Regions from separate parts of the Mus musculus genome. Here regions 1, 2, 3 and 5 are each linked to region 4. Evidence: chromatin contacts called from public HiChIP or PLAC-seq and Micro-C data. All regions are on one chromosome and are shown on one strand. Each heading gives the region's core, a stretch centred on a gene start, on an enhancer-like site or on the middle of the called end of the contact. The rest is flanking DNA. Distances are from core to core; before and after follow the strand shown. Region 1 holds the start of Scrn1 (secernin 1). Region 2 has its middle 11 kb from the start of Gm34249. Region 3 holds the start of Aqp1 (aquaporin 1). Region 4 holds the start of Nod1 (nucleotide-binding oligomerization domain containing 1). Region 5 holds the start of Adcyap1r1 (adenylate cyclase activating polypeptide 1 receptor 1).

The links. A called contact is a pair of places that touch in the nucleus more often than the background predicts. HiChIP or PLAC-seq counts read pairs in DNA pulled down with a chosen protein or histone mark.
Region 1: a FOXA1 HiChIP or PLAC-seq map of pancreatic cancer cells shows a contact between it and region 4. The contact joins the promoter of Scrn1 here to the promoter of Nod1 in region 4. A contact is called at or near these places in 9 of 39 promoter capture datasets (the C10 cell line, cranial neural crest, embryonic stem cells and 4 more), 2 of 115 datasets of contacts at active chromatin or transcription factors (embryonic basal ganglia and pancreatic cancer cells) and 2 of 9 other capture datasets (embryonic stem cells and liver).
Region 2: a contact with region 4 is called in an H3K4me3 HiChIP or PLAC-seq map of bone marrow-derived macrophages, with 3 times the contacts expected there. The contact joins the enhancer-like site here to the promoter of Nod1 in region 4. A contact is called at or near these places in 21 of 39 promoter capture datasets (the 3T3-L1 cell line, 3T3-L1-derived adipocytes, the HPC-7 cell line and 14 more), 2 of 115 datasets of contacts at active chromatin or transcription factors (bone marrow-derived macrophages and embryonic stem cells) and 2 of 9 other capture datasets (adipose tissue and liver).
Region 3: a FOXA1 HiChIP or PLAC-seq map of pancreatic cancer cells shows a contact between it and region 4. The contact joins the promoter of Aqp1 here to the promoter of Nod1 in region 4. A contact is called at or near these places in 4 of 39 promoter capture datasets (cranial neural crest, frontonasal cranial neural crest, hematopoietic stem and progenitor cells and 1 more) and 1 of 115 datasets of contacts at active chromatin or transcription factors (pancreatic cancer cells).
Region 5: a Micro-C map of embryonic stem cells shows a contact between it and region 4, with 4 times the contacts expected there. The contact joins the promoter of Adcyap1r1 here to the promoter of Nod1 in region 4. A contact is called at or near these places in 2 of 39 promoter capture datasets (hippocampal neurons and stem cell-derived epiblast-like cells) and 1 of 484 Hi-C or Micro-C datasets (embryonic stem cells).

What each region holds. Positions count from the first base shown.
Region 1 is chr6:54,565,112-54,567,811 of GRCm38.p6, forward strand. It overlaps Scrn1 (secernin 1), which reads right to left and starts at 1,271. Exons shown (of 8, transcript NM_027268.2): 1 at 1,129-1,271.
Region 2 is chr6:54,666,516-54,669,215 of GRCm38.p6, forward strand. No RefSeq gene overlaps it. Among named protein-coding and RNA genes, the nearest start is that of Gm34249, 11 kb to the left of the region's middle. Within about 2 kb of position 1,321, at least 8 of the 459 cell types and tissues checked have an H3K27ac peak or open chromatin away from gene starts, as enhancers often do. A contact at or near this core is called in bone marrow-derived macrophages and trophoblast stem cells, where this site is marked.
Region 3 is chr6:55,335,032-55,337,731 of GRCm38.p6, forward strand. Aqp1 (aquaporin 1) reads left to right here and starts at 1,268. Exons shown (of 4, transcript NM_007472.2): 1 at 1,268-1,843. The coding sequence starts at 1,460.
Region 4 is chr6:54,971,204-54,973,903 of GRCm38.p6, forward strand. Nod1 (nucleotide-binding oligomerization domain containing 1) reads right to left here and starts at 1,409. Exons shown (of 12, transcript NM_172729.3): 1 at 1,066-1,409.
Region 5 is chr6:55,450,683-55,453,382 of GRCm38.p6, forward strand. Adcyap1r1 (adenylate cyclase activating polypeptide 1 receptor 1) reads left to right here and starts at 1,296. Exons shown (of 17, transcript NM_007407.4): 1 at 1,296-1,686.

The sequences.
Region 1 (2,700 bases), core at 21-2,520, 410 kb before region 4:
CCAAGGCACTGCAACTTCACTCAGCTTTAACCAGCTCCAAGTACACTCCCTGCCTATACACAGCAGAGCCTTTTCCTCCTGCTGTTTCTCTCAGCAGCTCAAGCCCGGGGCAGCTGCAGTTGGCTGTGGTCTGCTAGGGTTCCGCCTGGCCTGATTTTTCATGCTGCCATTTTGAATTAGCATAGGTTTACTCAGCAAGTGATGAGGATTTAGGCAGGCGTGAAGCACAGTAAACACACACACACACACACACACACACACACACACACACACAAAACCAGGAAGAAGCACTTAACAAGCTACAATTACACAGAAATACACCTCTATTTAACAGAACCCTACCAGGTCAACTTGGGAGACAGAAAATAGTAAGTTGCCTTAAACGCAAATGGGTGTGATCACATTTTTATTCCTAAATTCCAACCGATTTTCTAAAATTCAGGCGCTCCTTTCATCCTCCTGCAGACCTCACTGTGGTCGCTAAATAATTAGCAATTATTTAGCAATTCTGCCTGGACAAAAAACAAAAAGCAAGACGATAGGGGTAAACTGAGGTGGAGTGATAGCAAGGGTCGAGACACCTGCCATGACCCCACCCGGATTCCAGTGTGCAGGGGTGAGGCCTGGAGCGAAGCAATGTCTGGTGCCAGCTCACTGGCCCTTGGGGATAACCACAGATACCGGGACTCCGCCCGGCGACCAAGGGTAGCGGCCTAGTCAGGCGCCACGGATGCATTACTCGGGAAGGAGCCAGGCTCTCTCTGCTAGCCGCAAGACGGAGCCGCAGGAGCCGCCAGGGGAAGCTCAGGGGCCCGGGGAAGCTCAGAGACACTTCCCGCGCCCTTGCAACTCGGCGCCCAGAAAAAGCAGCACCCGGTTATAAACTGAAAGGGAGGTGCGGGAAGGATGCGGGATGGAGAGCAGGAGCAGATTCTGACCAGGCTGCAGTAGCTTCGTCCCGAAGTCCCTGATCTCAAGTCGGGCCAGACCGAGGCCACCTAACCTCCGATCTCCCCTTCCCTGGTCCACACTCGCGAGGCGTTAGAATTGTAATGGGAAATGTGGTGACCTCCCAGCGGAAGAGCAGCTGCCAGCGCCCCGGCGCTCCCCGCGTAGCCTGAGGCTCACCTGCCAAGCAGCCGGCTCCAGCCGGGTCCAACGGTGCTGATGCTGCGACTGCGGAGTTGGGGGCGCTGCGGCGGCTAGGTTACAGCCTCTGCATCCGTAGCGCAGAAGACCGCCGGCGCTCCGGTTTCCCAGACTCCAGGCTCTCCAGCCCCCGGCTAACAGCTGGTTTGGTCACGCGACCGCAGACCCACCCTCCGCCTCCCGGTGCTCTGGGCCCCAGGACTCGTTGTGTTTGACAGCTGAGGCCTCAGAGCCCGCCCCGCCTGGGAGGGGAGGGCACCAGGAGCCCCCAAGAACAGCAGAGGGGGCGGGACTCAACAGAAAGTGGTTCCTTTCTTTCTAGATTTTTATTTCTTGGTTGAAACTCTCTCGAAGGGAGGAACCAGAGCTTTAAGGAGCCAGGTCCTGCTTTCTCCTGGCAACATTTTACTGTGTGGTTGCTAGTCTGAGCCTTGGTGCCTGGCGAGAATTCCCTGCAGAGATATGCATTCTTCATTTGGTTGATTCAATGTGTCAAAGTCCTTCCCTAATGTTAACCGATTGTGATCGTGCTCATAAACCAGACGATGCAGCATATTCACACTCTGTGGACCAAGGTCATGCAGCAAGTAACAAAGGCAAGATTCCACACCAGGGTTAATAAACTTTTGACAGGGAAAGAGGTGATGCCCACCTCAAGGCTTTTGATAACAACGCCTCAGGGGCTGAGACCCGATCTACCTCGATAAGAAAAGGCTGTAAGAGTCCACTGGGAAGAGAGTAGCAGCAGCGGGCAGCAGCAGATTCACATGTATTTTCCAGTTATCAGATGAACACAAATCAAAGTTTTATAGTCTCTATGGTGTGTGTGTTTGTGTGTGTGTGTGTGTGTGTGTGTGTGTGTGTGTGTGTGTGTATGACAATATCTCTCAAGATAAGAACATATGTAGCCTTTCACCTGATTCCACTTTTGGACTTTTGGAATTCATCTTATAGAAGAAAGGACACGGGTGTGAAATGAGCAGGAGGATTCTGGGGGGGCCATATTATTTGTGTCAGCAACGACTAGAACCAAACCTCACAGTGGTGGTACACACAATTAGGGAGGCTGACAAGGCTACATAGTAACACCTTGTCTCAAAAACTAAAAGATTGAATGAAATTCAGCCTATAAATACCATGGAATTCCATCCAGCATATTTTAAAGATTTAAAGATGAGATCATTGTCTGTGTACTAATTCAAGACTTCCAACTTATACCAAGTAAAAGGCTAAAGTGGGGATAGGTTAGGTGCAGAACAGTGTGTGTGTGTGTGTGTGTGTGTGTGTGTGTGTGTGCGCGTGTGTGTGTGTGAAAATATATACACTTCCTTTTGCAAATGCTTAGACTACTTTTGGAAAGATCCATAAGAAACTGTAACAGGAGATTCCAAAGGGAAGAGAGCTGATGACTGGCCACCAGGTAAGGAGACTTTCCCATGTCCTCTTAAATCAGTGTGTGCTTGTAGCTTGTCAGGTGAGGAAGCAGACAGTGGGAGAAGGATGAGGGAATGTGGCAGGAACCATCAATAGATTCTACAGAAAAGACCATTG
Region 2 (2,700 bases), core at 71-2,570, 300 kb before region 4:
CCTAAACTAGACCAACCAAGGACAGCACCAGCAGACATATCGATGTAGAAGAGGGAAGCCTCATTGGGGCTCCACCCCTAGACAAAGACTACAGGATGGAGAGAGAGAGAGAGAGAGAGAGAGAGAGAGAGAGAGAGAGAGAGAGAGAGAGAGAGAATGAGAATGCATTAACCTTCCCAAGAGATGACCTCCTTAATTGGTTATCCAATATCAAGCTGTAAGCTCAGAAATCATATACATGTATCTTAATTAGGGTTTTACTGCTTTGAACAGACACTATGACCAAGGCAACTCTTATAAAGACAACATTTAATTAGGACTGGCTTAGAGGTTCAGAGGATCAGCCCATTATCATCAAGGCAGGAACATGGCAGCATCCAGGCAGGCATGGTGCACGAGGAGCTGAGAGTTCTACATCTTCATCTGAAGGCTGCTAGTAGAATATTAGTTTCCAGGCAGCTAGGAGTAGGGTCTTAAAAGTCCACACTCACAGTGAAACACCTACTCTGCTACATCCACTCCAGTAGTGACAAGTGCAACAGACCCCGAAAACCTGGGTGCTGTCCCGAGGAGAAAAGTTCACGGAAACTTAGTCTCCTGGAATCGTGGCATCCTGTATAAAGAATGCTCCAATGTCCTTGCTTTAGTTGGTAAACGAATCTGTGTGCTTTCCCTTAATATTGCTTTATTACAAGTGCTCTTTTTTTTTCTTTTTTTTTTAATTAGGTATTTTTCTCGTTTACATTTTCAATGCTATCCCAAAGGTCCCCCATACCCACCCCCCCAATCCCCTACCCACCACTCCCACTTTTTGGCCCTGGCGTTCCCCTGTACTGGGGCATATAAAGTTTGCAAGTCCAATGGCCCTCTCTTTGCAGTGATGGCCTACTAGGCCATCTTTTGATACATTTGCAGCTAGAGACAAGAGCTCCGGGGTACTGGTTAGTTCATATTGTTGTTCCACCTATAGGGTTGCAGTTCCCTTTAGCTCCTTGGGTAATTTCTCTAGCTCCTCCATTGGGGGCCGTGTGACCCATCCAATAGCTGACTGTGATCATCCACTTCTGTGTTTGCTAGGTCCCGGCATAGTCTCACAAGAGAGAGCTATATCTGGGTCCTTTCAGCAAAATCTTGCTAGTGTATGCAATGGTGTCATACAAGTGCTCTTAAGGATTGATATTTTGACATATAGCTAAGTTAGATTCTAGGCAGTCCTTGATTCGAAGTCCTTGACCCGACCTTGGGCATGGATAGCTAGGTCACTGCCCTACACAGGAATTTACCATTAACTAGGATGAAGGAAGTTTGTGACCTAAAGAGGAACCAGGGTAGATACTTAGAACAACAGATAGCTGAGTTACACCCATACACAAGTATTTACAATGGCCTAGGGGGAAGGTGGACTATACAATAGACTAGAGTAGGAACTATGGCAAGGGCACGAAGCCCTTGCCCCTGCTTCTAAGATTAAGTGGACCTTAGATGCAGCTGTTTTTGATCCCAGTTGTTAACATTGAATTTTATCCCAGTTGGTTCCTGTCAGTTCTTCCGTGTTTGCATTCCTCTGTTTTGTGTAAGAATCCAGTAACCACCAACTTCCCTATTTTCTTCTGTATAAAAATTTGACAAATAACATTCAGATCCACACTCCCTTGTGACGAGTCTGTCTGTCAATTCCTGCCAACTCCTTGCCTACCTGTGACCAGAGACCCATTCCACGCAGACAAGGGACCAAGAGGGTCTGCGGCACTACTCCAACAAGGCCATACTTTTTAATAGTGCCACTCCTGGGCCAAGCATATACAAACCATCACAACATGCAAGCAACAATAAGTGGACCTAGCAGATTGTATTATATATTAATGCATATATATTACACAACTAATAATATAATGTAATGCATACATACACACATATCACAACTACAGAAAAAGAGACGATGACTATGAATTGGTTTAGGGGGTTGAGTATGGTAGCAACTGGTGGGAGGAAAGGGAAGAGGGTAAATGGTTAGAATCTACCTTAATTTTTTGAAAAAGATTTTTAAAAAATTTAAAGTATGCTGGGCATGGTGGCGCACGCCTTTAATCCCAGCACTCGGGAGGCAGAGGCAGGCAGATTTCTGAGTTCGAGGCCAGCCTTGTCTACAAAGTGAGTTCTAGGACAGCCATGGCTATACAGAGAAACCCTGTCTCGAAAAAAACAAAACAAACCAAAAAATTTTAAAGTATGTTTTTAAGGTTTTTATTGAATTCATGAAAATTCTTAAGATAAAACTTTTATGTCCAAATTTCTACCCCTGAACATCTTCAGCATCTCATTCTTGGAAATGTACCTCAATGGTATTTTTCACGCCATCTAAACCTTTGAGTATATGATTTCCAGTTTGTTCTTTACCAATGCTAACCTTGGAGTGTGTGTGTGTGTGTGTGTGTGTGTGTGTGTGTGTGTGTTATGTGTCTGTTTTACCCATAAGAAAATGAAACACAGACCTAGGGGTAGAGCCAAAGCTACATCCTGTGATTAGACTCTGAAGCCTAGAGTGGCAAGGTTACCCAGGATAACACGTAACCTCTCCCCACTGTCAATGTACCTCTCTGTGGACCAAGATGTGTTTCCATTTCCTTCCCTGGGAAGCTGGTCCCAAGGGGTAGTCACTCACAGTGTGTATCAGGAAAATATCCACTTCTGTGTTTCTGA
Region 3 (2,700 bases), core at 18-2,517, 360 kb after region 4:
CTCTGATGGGTAAGAAGCCAATGATTCTGATAAGGACTAAGATGGAAAGAGAGGGACCAATCATAACAGGTCCTACCTTGTGGCCACAGAGAGAGCCTCCCTATGGGCCTGGTATACCTTCCAGCACACTCAAACAGTAGGCAAGTGACCGACCAGTTCTCTGGTCCTTTACTCGGGATTTTGGGGGTACACAGGAAACATGGTGGGTGCTTTGTCTGCCCCCACCTCCTCTCCACCCCTCCTGGTGTTGGAAAGTGCCTCTGGTCTCCCTTACCTTCCTCTCTCCTCTTTCTCTATCTAGATTCTTGTCCGGCCTATGTCTCCTCTGCTCCGTTTGTCTCTTCCTGTTTCTGACGTGCTGTTTTTTCCTGTGATGCTAGTGACTGAATCCAGTGCCCAGTTGAATATTGTATGCGTGAGCACATCCATAGCCTGGCCGCTGTCTCCTGCAAGGCTGGAAACCTCTTCCACTTTCCACCATCACTCGGATAATGCTTCCTGTTGCTCTGCCTATCATCCCATCACTGCATCTGTCTCTTAGCCCCAGCCCATGTCTCCCATTCGCTCCTTTTCAGGTCCAGCTGTCATTCCTTCCATCTCTTCAGTGACCTGCTAGCTACTTTATCTATTAGAGAAAAAAAAAAAGCCTAAGCAACATTATCTTCCCCACCCCCTCTCAAATCATGGCCTCAAATTGTTTTAAGTTTGAGGAATTGGGGGAGTTTTCCAGCAACCTTGCTTGGCTAAGGTCTGCCATTGTCTAAAGAATGATAGGTGGCTCCCAGAAAGCTTCTCTACTCCCATCAATGAGGCCCGGGGGGCGAGGACACATCCCCAAAGTGACATGCAGCTGCTTGGCCCAGGCCAGGACATTGGAGGCCAGACTGGCCCACAGATTTCTCAGCCTGAGAACTTCAGATTACTAACTCTGCTCAGAGTGGGATGGGACAGGCAGGCAATTTCTGGTGCCACCTCCAGGGAGGGCAATGTCCGTCTGGGGAGTCCAGACAACCCCTATTCCCCACCCCTTCTAGAGTGCCAGCCTCTGCCCTCAGGCACCCTTGAGCTTTGCAGGCTGGGCGGGGACACCTGGATTTCTCTGGCCCCCTGAGAAGAGCCAGCTTGGAAGAATTTCCCAAAGCCTATTAGAGCAACGGTTGCCTCCTGCCTCCTTACGCTGGGCAGGGCCGAGGGCTGAGGCGGGTGGAGGGAGCAAGGGAGGGCAGGAGGGGGAGAGGAGGAAGGAAAAAGTTGGCAGGCAGACAGCAGAGCCCTGTCTGCATCCATCGCAGCGAGGAGGCTCGTGTGGTGTGGGGCGGGCCAGGAGCAAGGAGAGGCCTTCCTCCCTTTGTGCTCCCCCCACCCAGCCCTATAAATAGGCCCAGCCCAGGCTGTGGCTCAGCTCTTGGAGGGAGTTGAGCACCAGGCATCCAGCGGTTAAGTCGAGGTCCCTGCCAGCATGGCCAGTGAAATCAAGAAGAAGCTCTTCTGGAGGGCTGTGGTGGCTGAGTTCCTGGCCATGACCCTCTTCGTCTTCATCAGCATTGGTTCTGCCCTAGGCTTCAATTACCCACTGGAGAGAAACCAGACGCTGGTCCAGGACAACGTGAAGGTGTCGCTGGCCTTTGGTTTGAGCATCGCTACTCTGGCCCAAAGTGTGGGTCACATCAGCGGTGCTCACCTCAACCCTGCGGTCACACTGGGGCTCCTGCTCAGCTGTCAGATCAGCATCCTCCGGGCTGTCATGTACATCATCGCCCAGTGTGTGGGAGCCATCGTCGCCACGGCCATTCTCTCGGGCATCACCTCCTCCCTAGTCGACAATTCACTTGGCCGCAATGACGTGAGTGGGGTATCTTAGGCTTAGGGTGTCTGTAGGAGAAGACAGAGAGGGAGCTGGCTCCATTTGCCTACTGTACAAGGGGGATACTGAAGAACAGAGAGAAGGATGAAGGTTTCTGGAGTCATGCTGAGAACTGGGGCTAGAACTCAGTTGTACTGCATGGTCTCTTTGCTGGTTGGTGCTGTGAGAATGGAGGAGCTAGACAATATGGTTGTGCCAAAGTCCCCTGCAGAGTAGCTACTGCCAGGAATGAGCTGGAGGGGCAGCTAGGTGCATGCCAGCAGTTCCTCCCCTCTTCTGAGCTACCTGAGCAGTCACCTTCCCCCTTTGCAGTCCCGTGCACTAGGCAACCTCTACCTACTGTCCCGAGTACATTTTCTCCAGCTACCCAGTGTGTTTAAAGCCACTTCTGCAAGTGTCTGAGTGTGACTCTCTTGATAAGTTGCCTGGGCTTCTAATCGGCTTCTAATCCTTAGCCAGGTCCCCAAATCAACTTCCTCAGAAAGTCAGGAGACAGCCCCCTTTCCTCCCTCTACCCCCAATAATTAGACAAAGTTGAGAGAACAATACTCTCTCTGGAGCTTTGGGAGAGTTTTCTAGATACCAGTTCAGGAGAAGGGCTCAGCTCAGCAGTCCCTGGCCACTGAACCGTGGGGCATGCTGGCTTGTTGTGTGCGGAGGTGGAAGCGAAGGTGTGTGAGTGTCTGCTTGGGTCCTGAACTTGTGTAAGCTATTTTCACGTTGATGCTGTGTTGTTGGAGAGTGTGTAAGCACTTGTACCCATTGTTCCTGGCTTTAATGATAAGCAGACGCTGGCAACAGTACGTGGCGACTGCTCAACATAACTGTCTTTGGGC
Region 4 (2,700 bases), core at 159-2,658:
GCTCGAAGGGATCATTTTGAACTTGCAGCCAATCACATCACTCAAGTGACAGAATCAAAGATTGGAACCAGGTTTACTGGGTGTATGTTCAATAAAAACAAAACTCTTGTGACCTTTGCAAGGGTCCTCCCTCTCCCACCTCTCTGCCTTGGGTTTTTAGTCTGCCTCTCTCCTGGCCAGCATACCTGTCTGTTTTCCAGTGGCTCCTGGATCACAACTACCACACAGATCTCTGCTCCCAGGTACAACAGAGGAACCTCTCCTCTCCAACAGATGTCCTGGAAGTTACCCATACACTCCAGGTATCCTTAACATCTAAAGCAGGAAGGCTGCTTTTAGGAAGGCAATCAGACTCCATTCTATACCTTTGGCTTCACCCTTAAAGGATGGAGGGCACTTGTCAAGGGTTCTCTGGCCTCCCGAGGCAATTTCGAACACCAATAACTTAGGCAAATAACAAAGGTGCTTTGCAGTCTGTCCACTTTTATGCTTTTTACAGTCTATGAAAACACTGCACACTCGAGGACTTTTTTTCAGTTTGATATTCGGGCAACTCTGCCAAGCAAGCATTGTCTTGCTTCCTTCTTTTGTATCCCATGAAACTCAAGGGAAGTTCTCCTTTGGCTCCAGGACCATAGGAGGTTCCTGGAAGCAGCCAGCCTGTCTGCAGCACGCGCTCAGGAAGGTCCAGGTCAGCAGGCACTTTCTTTTGAAGGCTGCCTGCCCATTGGTCTCAGACTCCTAACCCTACGTGCACATTGGAATCACCAAGGGAGCTCTGAAGCAATAGTTTAGACATTCCGACAGAATTAATTTGTCGAATAGTCTGGGTGTCTGGATTTGCTACACTTTAAGTTGCAGGCAGGCGGGCTGAAAACGCAGGCCTTAGATCACACTGGGATCTTGATTCCGCTGATCTCTGAACTAGGGCTGCATCTGACACTCTGGGTGAGGGGTGGGAGGCGGGGGTCTCTCCCCTGGAGTTTCAGCCAGAGCTCTTCCACAGCAGCCTTACATTTCCTCAGCTGGTTACAGAGCCTGCGGGCGCCAACCCCCATGACTTACCAAGTTGGCAGGACTTTGGCTCAGTTGGCCCTGGAGTACGGTGACTCTCAGCAAGGGGATCCGGGGACTAGGGTCGCGGATCGGGCGGGACAACAGCTGGGAGGGAGGGCGCTACCGCTCGCGGTCCGGGATCAGGAGCTGGCTGTGTCTACGGCCGGCCGCGCCTGGGCTCGGGTGGGCTCCGGGGAGGGAACAGGGCGGAGCGGGCGGAGGAGGCGGGGACCATCCGTAGCGCTGCCCCCCTGTCTCGTTTCCCGGGAAGGAGCCGCCGCACACTGCATCGGACGAGCGGCCACTGCGCAGTGGGAGTGGGCAGGCCTCGCAGTTCGCCCAGGGGTGACACCCTGGGAACTCGTCGTGCCAGCTCTGCCACGGCCGCGGAGAGCCAAGGCCCGCCCCCTGAGAGTGCCACCCAGCGCCTGTAACCACAACCAATGCCGGGACCCGGGCAGAAAGGCTGTTAAACTAAGCAAACTAAGATCAAAATAAGATTCAGTTTGATCTACTTTCAGAGACGGAGACTTTCTCCTCCTCTGTCGTTAAGTCTTCTCTTGACCACGAATATTCTAGAGCCTTTTCCTTTACTGTAAGGAATTACGTAAAGGAATTAACATGTTAATAAACCGTCCGAATAAATATTTTTAAACGTTTTTGACAGTTAAACAAAAGTGCTTTGAGATTTTTGGCCACATGTAGTCATGGTTATGAAAACTCGCATGAAGTTGACCCTCTGAGAAAAGCAAAACCGAAACTGCAAGAACTGTGTTCTTGCATGCGTGAAGGCCTCCCTCCTCCTGCAGTGTGCTGCAGTGCTGCAGCTAAGTGACTGAAAGGAAAACTTTGATTCTAAGAGCCTGATGTGCTAAGACGGAGCCAGAACAACCGTACTGTGCACCTGCAGGGCACTGTTCATTCTTAGCCTTCTGCTTTTTGCTTAGACTATTATTTACATTTTTGGGGACAGCTGTTCCTTACTTGTTATTTTGGACTTTTTATTTTGGGATATTTGTAAATTAATAAATAACTGGAGGAAATAATGCAGATTCATGTACCTGTAACTCAATTTGCCCCAGTCTTGAAGAGCTACAACACAAAAAAAGCTATGGTAAGCAGAAAACAGACTACTAATAGAGTCAAGATACAGAACAGGTCCACCCCAAGCAACCTTGTTCACCGTCCCACCCTGTGCTCAGCCTCTGGCAACCACAAACTTGTTCGCATTGCTAGAAATGTATCAAGACTTTTAAAATAGATGGAATCAGGCTGCACTTTGGAATAACATTTTAAAATTCTGTATTACATTTGTGTGTGTTTGGGTGTATGAGTACATACATATTATGATGCACATGTGGGGATCATAGAACAATGGCAGGGCTTGGTTTTCTCTTTCCACCATGTGGCTTTGGGGCATAATTGAATTCCGACTTGGTAGCAGGCACCTTTACCCACTGAACAGTCCTACTGGCTCTAGTATTTTGCTATTTTGTTTTCATTTAGTATAATCCTAAGAGGATTCACCGAGACCATTGCTTGTATCAATAGTGATTCCCCTTTAATTATTTTCCTTGGGCAGTATTCCGAAGCACATGTTCCTGTAGCTTTTTGAAATACTGCTTACCTTTTTGGGCTATTTTC
Region 5 (2,700 bases), core at 46-2,545, 480 kb after region 4:
CTCCCTAGAGGGGGTCCTGACCACTCTTAAGAGAGAAGACATATTCTCCACTGCTCTTCCTTTGGAACATGGCCTGAAAGAACACAAGCGAGTGCCAGCTGTCTACGAGGTGACCAGTGCTTCCTGGACTAAGTGGGGAATCATAAACTTGCTGTCTGTATATAGGACACTCCATACATCTTTCTGGAGCATCAGGTTGCTTCCTATTCTTAGCCTTTCTGTTTTCATTGTGAAGTCGGATGTAAAATGATCATGTAGGTCTTACCAGTTAGGGTTCTGTGTGGCTCCCATTCATGGGTCTTCTCCATCTCCTTGTCCTTTTGTTTTCAGCTAGACTGACCTTGCTAACAAAAGGCTCAAGTTCTTTCTCCTTCCCTCTTCTTCCTTGAAGGTTCTTCAGAAGGACACACATCAAGGGTGGCTCAGAACTTGCCTGAACAGGCAATGACAGAAGCCAGTTGAGACTAAGTGATGGGGATACAAAGAACTCAGGATGCTGTGACTGGACACAGTTATGCCAAACTGGAGGTGGCAGGATATTGGCACTGTGACCTTATTTGACTGAGTTCTGCTCATTAAGCTCCTGCTTATCAAATTGTACCAGAAGAAGGGTGAGTACACCATATCACCAACAACAATAGTAATTTGTTTAGCATCAGTGAATATATGAGCCTAGTACAAGTTTGCTACTGGCACACAGACTGTTCCTACACAATGTTGTTCTTCTCATGAGCCCAGAAATAGAAACGATGTGGTGCAGGTGAAGAAGTGGAGGCTCAGAAACATCAGGCCGCACACCCAAACTCCCAGAGCTGGCAGGGCAGTCTCATTTATTTTTAACAGACTTCCCGTAAGCACCTCTACTCCTTTTCTGGCTATAGAGGTGTTCTCTGGGGTGTCACATTCGAGGACATCTAGATAGGCACCTGCAATTCATCCCTTCTAGACCCCTGACTGTGAGCAGAGGAGGGCCCAAAGAGGGCCAGGGACTTGCTCAGGTGGCAGGTTGCCAGAGGAGGCTTGGAACACAGAGAAGAGAGGGAGAGGGCTTTCTCTAGTGGATGTTTTGCTGTTGGACAGAAAGGTGGTGAGCCCTGAGGAAGGCACAACTCAGCCCGGAAGCTCTGCGACAGAACTGGGAAAGGGGGGCTGTTACCTCCGCCTCCGCGCCCTGGGTCCCTGCTGCAGCTCTGGCTTGTGTCAGCGCGGTGGTCCTCATCCAGCTCCCCATCTCTGCCCCCGGCCTAACCCCGCCCCCCGGGCTCTCATTGGCCTGCACCCCACCCCCCGCCTGCGAGGTCTGCCGGGGAGGCGGTGGTCTATCGCCTCCCTCGGCCCCGGGCCTGGCTGCGCAGCAGAGGCGGCGCCTCTCCCGCAGGACAGAGCCGGTCGAGTGGCACAGGGTGGGCTAAAGGAGACGAGGGACGCCTCGCTCCGATTCCCGACTGCGACTGGCTGCGACTTTGGAGCAGCGCGGTCCCTTGTGCAGTACGCACACACCGCGGCGCAGGGACACACAGACTTGGCTGCTCGCGGCCACACGCACCGAGAGACCAGGCTCGGCGCGCGCTCCGCGGCGCACACGCTCCAGCCAGTGCGGCTCTGGGCGCGGATTCGCGGGTTGCGCGTCCTCCTGCACCTTCAGCCCCTGCGCCCAGCAGTCCCGACCAGCCCCGAGGCCATCAGGTAAGGACCACTCCTGGCCTGTCCTTCTGCTCCGCACTCGCCCAGCGCCAGACCCTTTTCCAGCGGGGCCCTTGGACCCCTCCTTCAGCCCAGAGGTCTCCAGGAGCCGCGTGCTCTGCCAAACCCAAAGCCAGCGAGGGCCAACGCGGGGCACAGAGTCGGAGCCCATCCTCTCCCGCCGCCGCGGGCTGCCTACGCTTCTCTCTGCTCCATCCAAGTGTCGGACCGTGGCTTGGAGCACATTATTGTAGACCATTCAGTGAGTATCGGCCTAGCTGTCTCAGCCTTTTCTGGTGCCAGAAAGAGGCATTCAGGGGCACGAATGACACTACGGCCAGAGATCCCCCAGAGCTCGATCTCCCTGTCTCCAGGTCGGACCAAAGCGCCTACGTGGATTTGGAAAGAAATGCTGGAGGGTCTCTTGGGAACTCGGTTCTACAGTCTGCAGGGCGTTTGAGGGATGAGCTGCGGAGATAAGATAGGGATCAATTTAGTTTGTGCCCCCAATAGAGATAAGCTTTAGCATTGTTTTTAAAAGGATAGCCCTACGGCTATAGGACTATCCTAAGGATAGTCTTTCCCCGGGGCTCGGGGAGAGGTTGACCAAGAGACGCTTGGGGGTTGGTGGTCTAACAAGGAAACGCCCTGCAGGGCCTGTGGGGGAAAATCGCTGTGGGAGTGGGGTTGCTGTAGTGGGCCCCTCCGAGACCCCTGATGTTTGTTTTAAAGGCCCAGGCTCTGCAGTAGCTAGCTGACTACTGGGAGCAGGATCATATTGTCAGCAAGAGCAAGGGACCAGGCACCAGTTCGTGGAACTAGATCTTCAGGAGCAAACACGCAGGAAGGGGATGGCGATGGCATTTCCCTCGCTGCTAGGGAGTGGAGCTTCAGTTCTAGGAACCCAGAGCCTTCTGGACCACCTTGGCATGAGAGGGGGTCTGGCTAATTCCTCAGTCCATTTCAGGGCTGCTGTGACTACTTTTCTTTACTTCAGGCTGTATGTCCCATAATTCC